2 separate regions of the Sus scrofa genome follow, and region 1 is linked to region 2. The links are chromatin contacts, called in public Hi-C maps. All regions are on one chromosome and are shown on one strand. Each heading gives the region's core, a stretch centred on a gene start, on an enhancer-like site or on the middle of the called end of the contact. The rest is flanking DNA. Distances are from core to core; before and after follow the strand shown.

Region 1 (4,434 bases), core at 605-3,104, 320 kb before region 2:
AAGGCAGGAGCACTGAGAGCGGGGCTCTCACAACTAGTCTAGAAGGAACAGAACTCCCCTTCCCTTCTGTCTACTACACGATACAGGGAGGGGATGAGTTAAGGGTCACGGTGAGGTCACAAAGATATCAGCTTCCTTTCTAGGCTGTCTCTACCAAGCTGGTGGTCTCACCCTCAGGACCTAATGCAGGGTTCCATGGCTTGTTTTACAGGAAGGTCGCTCCCCTCTCATCTGCCTCCTCCTTTGATCCCATAGTTCTTGGGCTTCTTGCCCTTTCCAATATCCTTGTTGGTTTTTTTAAATTTTTTTATTATAGTTTATTTACAACGTTCTGTCAATTCCTTGTTGGTTCTGAGGATAGATATAATGAACCAAGGCATAAGGTCCTTCTCTCTGTACTGTACACCGAGGCAGGGAGAAGGGACCAGCAGAAGTGAGTGACAGAGGGTGTGGGGGGGGGACTCTGTGCAAGCCCCGTGCCATCACAGATGAAGAGCACAAGGCCTGGGCCCGAGGACAGGCTACAAGTAGCACGGAGCCCACCTACACAAAGGGTGGCTCTGCAAAGCCACCAGGTTCTTTGCAGGCCTCATCCAGGCCCACTGCCCCACTGCCTGGTGTCTGGCATCAAACGTGCTGCAGAGACCCAGCCTGGCAGCCCCTTAAGGTCCTGATAGGCACCCAAGAGGTTGTGGGCCCCCCAAGCAGAAGGGAGCGGCTAGGTGTGGGGGTGGCACCCGGGCGGGCTTTGCGGGCCTTACCTCCTTTCCAAAGCAGATAGATGGGCACCACGTAGAGCATAACATGCTGGATGTAGTAAATCTCCAATTCAAAGGGGAGCTGCAAGGACAGGAGGGAGAGAGGTGTTTCAGAGCAGGAAGCACTTGTTTCAATAGATTCTCAAGGTGAATGCCCTCGCTCGACCCCGTGTGCTTCAGCTAGTTCAACTCCCCTCATCATTAGACAAAAACAAATGAAATACACCTATGGCCCAGGCCAGCATCTCCCAAAGTGTATTTTGGGAGATAGGACTTGAAAAATGCTCCACCCAGAAAGTTTGGTTAAAAATGTAACAAATGTTTCATCCCCTTGGAGACCGGCCACCATGTATATCAGCGGCATATTAAGGACCTATGTTGTCTCTACAAGAAGGCTGCTTAACATTTCTTATCTAGAGGAGTTCCCTGGTGGTCTAGCAGTTAGGACTCGGTGCTTTCACTGTTATGGCCTGGGTTCAATCCCTAGTCTGGGAATCCTACATCCTACGTCATGCCCCCGCACCCTGTGACCCGGAAAAAAAAAAAAGAAGAAAAGGTTTATCTACTGTTTCCCAAACTTAGCCAGCGCCTCTGTAAAACATAGCACTTCTGTGTATGTTCTGCAGAATGTGCTTGAGGAAACACAACCTCACACTGCTTCCTGCTCCTGGTGACGGGACTACTTTAAAAGCTTATGTCTCGCCTGACAGGAACAATATATGGGCTAGGATTTATATGGGGTAGGATTTATTATCCCCATTTTTCAGATTTTTTTTAAAAAGTTGACTGCTAGGTCTGGTTAGTTCTAGATCCAAGAATAAAGAGTTTCGCCACTGGATACTTGGGGTCAGGCCAGGGTTAGCCCTACTTTTGGGTGAAGACCAAGCGCCTGGGCCAATTCTGGGACGGCTTGCCAAAAAGAACTTCCCCACCCTCCTTCCACCAACACGCCCACTCATTCACTGGTGTTTCCCATCTCTCTCAAAATGGAAGCTCGAAATTACCAAAGCAGAGCGTGCTTTCAACCTGGCATGGGGACCGCGCCGTAATGCTTGGCAGCGGGTAGAGTGGAAACAGCTGGGAGGCCAACTCAATTCCAGGAAAAGAACTGCAGCAGCTGGCAAGAGGCCTGGCATCCGAGGCTTACACAGCCCTACACACACACACACATTCCCCAAAGGGAAGCCCAGAGTGACAAGGACACCCAGGGCAAGGATCAGCTGCTTCCCTGGGCCCTCCAGGGTGAGCACAGAACTGAAACCAAAAGACTGCGGAGCTCCCAGCCATGGGAGCCTGGATGACCGCAGACCCGGGCCAGAGTCACCTGCTCTGGAGCTTGAAAACAGAAACTCACGCAGAAGGAAAATTTCCCACGGCCCCAGCTGATGCTCGACCATGATTTTATGCTCACGGAAAGAAAGAGCAAAACCAAGAACAAGAAATGAGGGTCCACGCGTCTCCGTAGACCACGTGGACATGACCCGCACCAGGTAACTTTGGAGACCTCACGGTGATGGGGTCTGGGATCACTCCACTAGCTGAAATCTGGGTGCTGCTTTATGCTTTTTCTAACGTCCCCACATCCATGATCTCCTCGGTCCTCTGGAAAACCCCAGGAGGTGGGCAGGTAAAGTATCATTATCCCCATTTGAGAGATGAGGAAAGGCGGGGGTGGCGGCAGGGGAAATGACTTGACACAGAAAGGAGGCAACGTTTCAGGAAGGCCCAGCTCTGTGCCTATATTGCGAATCTTCAGGTACCTAAGGGGCTCGACCGCTCCCTGAATGGGAGCCTGGGCACCCAGGCTGCATTCCTACAGCAGGGAGCAGAGAACCGGGCCGCGGGCACACTGACCCGATCCCAGCCAGGCCCCCACTACCTTTGCTGAACTCTCAGACTCCAGCCGCTTTTGCCCCACACGCTTCTCCCCTCCCCACCACCCTCCTGGAAAGCAAAGTCCCCCATGTGTGCGGCCAGGGAGGCAGTTCAGCATTGCGGCCTCAAGCACGGACTTTGGAGTTTGGCAAATCCCTGCCCTAGATTTGACTCTGAGGCTAAATAGCCCCGTGCCCTCGGGTAAGTCGCTTAACCTCTCCACCCCGGTTTTGGCACCATGTTCCCACGAACTCCATTTTAGAGGTGAGAAATGGAGGCACACAGAAGATGGCTAACTCACCCAAGGGCACATCAGTGACAGAACCAGGCTGCAAACTCCAGGCAGTCCAGCTCTGGAGTTTATCCTCGTAACCTACACGCTCCGCCACCCACCGCCCGCTCCTTCCCTCTGGCAAAGGCCAGACACCTGGGAGCTGCGCAGTGGAGATGCGCAGAGGAGCTGCGCGCGGGAGCTGCGCAGTGGAGAGGAGCCGGCGCTAACAAGCGCGTGGTAAAGAAGCACATTAGCCACAGCAGGATCCCAAACGTCCTCCACCTGGGGGCCGGGCCCAGTCCGGCCCAGTTTACCCGATCCCCACCCTCACAGCCTGCTCTGCCCCCACTGTGGCCCCGGGCCCCACATCACACAGTGGCCAAGCTTGGCCTGCACTACAGGCTCCCCCGTTTGCCCTGTGGCTCTGGAGGAACCTCGGTCACAGAGCTCAGCTGGGGTGGCCGGGAGACTGCCCCCACCAGCAGCATCCTTCCTCTGAGGGCGCCCCCTCCCCCCTTTTCAAGAGTTCCCCACCTGGAAGGCTACAGAGAGGATTCAACTAGGTGTGGGCACCACTGACAGCCAGGACCAGGGAGGAGAAAGTGTGGGAAAACAGGGAGAGGAAGGGAAGGGGATGAAAGAGAAGGGGTGGTTTGTAACATAAGAAAACTACACATGTGGCAGGAAGAGGGGCGCTGAAAGCAAGCAAGAACCTATCAGGGACCGTTTAATAACAAAGACTATTTATTAAGTACTTAGGGACCATGCAGTGCATTAAGTACTTTCACCTGTGTTATCTCATTTAATTATTGCAAAGTGCTTGCGAAGCAAGGGCTGTGATCATCCCCACTTGACAGAAAAGGACACGAAGGCACAGAGATGTTAAAAAAGAAAAAAAAAATCTAAAGGAGAAGCGGCAGGGCAGTGGAGTGAAGGACATTCAGCTATGGAGCAGCAAAAAAGGCAGCTTTCTTTACTGAGCGGTGAATCTGTGCCAAGTCCCAGGAACTTGCTCGTGGAGCCTCCCCACCCTGTTTTCCCCATTTTATAAACACTATCTGTAAAATGTCATCCTTCCCCCAGAAGCAGTTCACCTTGGCTAATTCATCTCTACCCTTCAGAACTCCCATCTGCAGCTCCACTCTAACGTACATATCTGGGCTCCTTTTCAGCTGGAGGATTCCTGAGGCTTTAGACCAAAAGTCTTACGATCACTGCAAATGAAAGCCAAAAGCAATAAAAATGTCTTAAGCTACATAGGTTGTAACCTCCTTCTCACATCCAAGTCATCTTTTTTTTTTTTAGAAGGCAGACTGGTAAAGTTCTCCAGGCTTCTGGAGTCCGACTGCCTGCCTGACACATGAGGTGCATAGGCTCCATCCATGGCAAGACCCTTCCCAGCCCTCCACCCTGACAGCCCTCCCACCACACTCTTGCCATGGAGACCGCCGATCCCAGTGTGCCTGCCCTGCGTCTCTGTTACTTCAGGCAGCACAAAAAGCCAAGGCTCCCAGGTCACCGCCCAAC
Region 2 (4,388 bases), core at 524-3,023:
AAACATTGCTTTGGAGAAGTACAGATTGGAGGACTAGCTGGTTTCTCTCAAAAAATGAAAGATATGGGTTCCATTTTTCTATAAGTTTCTTCTTTTTTTTTTTTTTTGCTATTTCTTTGGGCCGCTCCTGCGGCATATGGAGGTTCCCAGGCTAGGGGTCTAATCGGAGCTGTAGCCACTGGCCTACGCCAGAGCCACACAACGCAGGATCCGAGCCGCGTCTGCAACCTACACCACAGGTCATGGCAACGCCAGATCCTTAACCCACTGAGCAAGGCCAGGGATCAAACCCGTGTCCTCATGGATACTAGTCGGGTTCGTTAGCCACTGAGCCATGACAGGAACTCCAGTTTCTTCTAACATCTAATTTTAAAATGAGGGCCTGGTCTCATGATGTGTATATTGTTTTGACAACCAGGTGCTCTAGGCAGTCCTATAACCACGGGGGCTGGGGTAGAGGGGCTTGGAGTCTGTTACCACTGGAAAACCAAAAGCACTAACCACATCCAGAGTGAAACCTTCTGGTAGAATTGGTTTCCAGAAATAGATAATCTTGGATTTTTCAAGGTCATCATTTAGCAAAGGATGTACTTGGGTAGTTCAGGCTTCCAAGGAAGTATCCCCAGTGGTTCCATAAATAGAGTGGTGATTCTGAGAAATCTTAAGAGTCAAAAGGGATACGCTATAATAAACACGGTATTCTTCTCTTGATGGTAATGATATTGTAAGTGGTCAACCCTGGCATTCCAAAGGGTGCCAATAATGCCCTCAGCCCAGGAAATGTCTAAGTCCTGCCTGTTTGGTTATTTGCCTTGTGATTTAGAACCTTCTTGGAGGTCAAGATCACTCTTTTGGAGGTACATGGCCCTGGGCAAACTAGCTGTAGATGTCGCTCAATAACCCCCCCGCTATTTCTATTTCATTCTAAGGAGCGGACAAGCCAGAGTTCCTTTCTATATTTTCCTGGAATCTTGTTTGGGCAACTGATCCAGGAGACTCCAAGGAACCGTACAAGCAAAGGACTAACAGTGGGCAAATCAGGAGCGCTATTCTGTGTAAGAGACAGAAGAGTGTCAGTGCCCCCCCTGTTGTCATGGAAACAGTAGAAGCGTAGGTGTGAGTGTGGGCATGCGACTCAGATCCTAAGACAATCTGATTGCCCTGTCAAGTCTTTCACCATTAACCTCTGGAAGGTGGGGCTAACAGCTCTGTCTGATCTCTGAAGCAGTATATAGCTCCTATATTCTCAGGGAGCTTCTGAAGCAATTTTTTTTTTTTCTATTTCCTTTACATGAGAGCTTCTGGGTCCTAATGAACGCCATCAGAGCTTTGATCTTCAAGGCCAATATCCTTTAACAGATCTGGTGTGAGGAGGAGGGACTTGGACAAAAAGCAGCCCTAATTTAAGAAACAGATATAAAATACTGTCTAAGGTTTCCACGGGCAGCTAAAGGGGCGAGACTAGAGCAATTGCAAATGAGGAATGGCTAGCCAAAAGCTAGATTCTTTCACCACAAGCTGGTGGTAGGCCAAAATATGAAGTCAAACAATAGTGTTACCAAGAGCTGACTCTTTGGAGTCCGCCCTGTGAGGAAAGTCTGCCTCGGAGGATTCCGTAAGGCAGCTGGCAGGTTGAAAAAGCCATTTGTCACTTCATCCAGGGAAGCCTGTAATCTAATATCATCGCTTCTGCTGGAAACAAGAGCATACGGGCATGGCTGCTCTGGAGAAGGCAGCCCGAGCAGTGCCAAGGTTCTTGGCGGAGCCCCAGAGATAGGTCATAGGTGCTGGCTCCTCAGATGGTCTTACCCAGAGAACAAAAGCCTGGAGTACTTTCCACCACTTTGTTACTTGTGACATCTGGTCAACCATTTCGCCTGGCTAGGCCTCAGTGTTTTCACTAGTGTGGGATTAAGGCTAGCAACTCATGCTTCGAGTCCAAGAAGGCCAGGGTTCTTGGCCTTCTTCCACTTTTACATTTCCTGTTTGACCTTGAGCAATTAATTAACCTCTCGGAACTTTCAGTTTCTCATCCCTAAAATATGGGAAATAATCCTTATTGTGTGGGGTTTAGGAAAGAAAAAAATTGTGTAAACATACCAAGCAGTCAATAAATATTTGCCGGATCAGTAAGTGACTGGTGGTGCCTGGCACATAATAGGTGGTTTTTAGGTGTAGGTTCATCTTCTTTCTTCCCCAACCGTATATGACATGGAACCATATAGTAAGATAAATTATTCTCGCTGAGCCGCAAGATCCAAATATCAGCCTAATATTCTAGAATTAAGTCTACATCTTCTATGTATTTTTCTCCATGTGTACTATTCTGTCCAGAAATGTGTATCTTTTTTTTCCCCTTCCAATTTCATTGAACTATAATTGACATAGAGCACTGTATATGTTTAAGGTGTAGCATAATAGTTTGGCTTGCATACATCATGAAATGATTACTGCAGTAGGTTTAGTGAATATCCATCATCTCGGAGTTCCCGTCATGGCTCACCGGTTAATGACCCTGACTAGTATCCATGAGAATGTGGGTTTGATCCCTGGCCTCACTCAGTGGGTTGAGGATCCAGCATTGCTGTGGCTGTGGTGTAAGCTGGCAGCTACAGCTCCGATTCGACCCCTGGCCTGGGAACCTCCATATGCTGTGGATGTGGCCCTGAAAAGACAAAAAAAAAAAAAAAAAAAAAAAAGCATCATTTCATATAGATACAACATTAAAGAAACAGAAAAACATTTTTTTTTCCTTGTGAAAACTCTTAGGATTTGCTCTCTTAACAACTTTCATATATAACATACAGCTGTGTATCTTTACACCCCTAGAACTTATTATTTATTTATCTTATAACTGGAAGTCTGTATGTTTTGACCGCCTTCATCTGATGCCTCTTGACTCCTAGCCCCTCCTCTGGTAGCCAAAAATCTCATATCTTTTTCGATGAGTTTGTTGGGTTTTTTTGGAAATATAACTGACACATAACACTATGTAGTGATTTGATATTTCTGTACATTTCAAAATGATCACCATGATAAGTTTAGTTGTCTTCTGTCACCATATGAAGATATTATCTAATTATTGACCATTTTTCCCACACTGTACATTTCATACCTTTGACTCATTCATCTTTTAATTTATCTTTGTACCTCTCAATCTCCCTCATCTATTTCTCTGCTCTCCCAGTCTGCCTCCTCTCTGGCAACCACCTCTTTATTCTCTGTATCTATAACTCTATGTCTCTTTGTTCCTTTATTTTGTTTTTTACATTCCACATATAAGTGAAATCATGTGGTATTTGTCTTTATCTGACCTAGTTCACTTAGAATATAACCCCCTGTTCCACCCACGTTGTCACAAGTGGTGAGATTTCATTCTTTTTCATTCTTTTTTTTATTTTTTTGCTTTTTTAGGGCCTTATTCTCAGCATATGGAAGTGCCTAGGCTAGGGGTCCAATTGGAGCTACAGCAGCCAGCCTACACCACAGCCACAGCAACATGGGATCCGAGCCATGTCTGCGACCTACACCACAGCTCACGGCAATGCTGGATCCTTAACCCACCGAGTGAGGCCAGGGATCGAACCCACATCTTCATGGATATTAGTTGGATTCGTTTCTGCTGCGCCACAATGGGAGCTCCTCATTCTTTTTTTATGGCCGAGTAACATTTCATTGGGTATGTGTGTGTTTCTCACATCTTTATCCAGTCATCAACTGCTTGGCACTTGGGTTGCTTTCACATCTTAGCTATTGTAAATAATCCTGCAATGAACATAGGGGTTCATACATCTTTTCTAATTAGTGTTTTTGTTTTCTTTGAGTACATACCCAGAAGTGGAATTGTTGGATCATGTGGTAGTTCTACTTTTAATTTTTTGAAGAATCTCCATTCTGTTTTCCACAGGGGCCGCACCAATTTGCATTCCTATCAATGGTGCAGGAGGGTTCCCTTTTCTCCACATCCTCACTAGTACTTGCTAGTTGTTGTCTTTCAGGTGATAGCTGTCGTAGCAGGTGTGAGGTGTGGTTCTGTGAGGTGTAGCTCACTGTGGTTCTGATTTGCATTTCCCTGTTGATTAGTGATATTGGGCACCATTCATGTGCCTGTTGGCTATCTGGATGTCTTTTTTGGAAAAATGTCTGTTCAGGTCCTCTGCTCATTTTTTTTTTTTTTTTGTCTTTTTGCTATTTCTTGGGCCGCTCCTGCGGCATGTGGAGGTTCCCAAGCTAGGGGTCCAATCGGAGCTGTAGCCACCGGCCTACGCCAGGGCCACAGCAACGCGGGATCCGAGCTGAGTCTGCAACCTACACCACAGCTCGCGGCAACGCCGGAACCTTGACCCACTGCCTCTGCTCATTTTTAAAATGAGTTATTTGTGGTTTTG

Evidence for each region. A called contact is a pair of places that touch in the nucleus more often than the background predicts.
Region 1: a contact with region 2 is called in a Hi-C map of psoas muscle, with 2.3 times the contacts expected there. The contact joins two enhancer-like sites. A contact is called at or near these places in 1 of 47 Hi-C or Micro-C datasets (psoas muscle) and 1 of 2 datasets of contacts at active chromatin or transcription factors (skeletal muscle).

What each region holds. Positions count from the first base shown.
Region 1 is chrX:90,250,316-90,254,749 of Sscrofa11.1, reverse strand. TMEM164 (transmembrane protein 164) reads right to left here. Exons shown (of 6, transcript XM_021080004.1): 4 at 762-840. Among named protein-coding and RNA genes, the nearest start is that of MIR652, 86 kb to the right of the region's middle. Within about 2 kb of position 1,854, at least 7 of the 83 cell types and tissues checked have an H3K27ac peak or open chromatin away from gene starts, as enhancers often do. A contact at or near this core is called in skeletal muscle, where this site is marked.
Region 2 is chrX:89,933,471-89,937,858 of Sscrofa11.1, reverse strand. No RefSeq gene overlaps it. Among named protein-coding and RNA genes, the nearest start is that of ACSL4, 98 kb to the right of the region's middle. Within about 2 kb of position 1,773, at least 9 of the 83 cell types and tissues checked have an H3K27ac peak or open chromatin away from gene starts, as enhancers often do. A contact at or near this core is called in skeletal muscle, where this site is marked.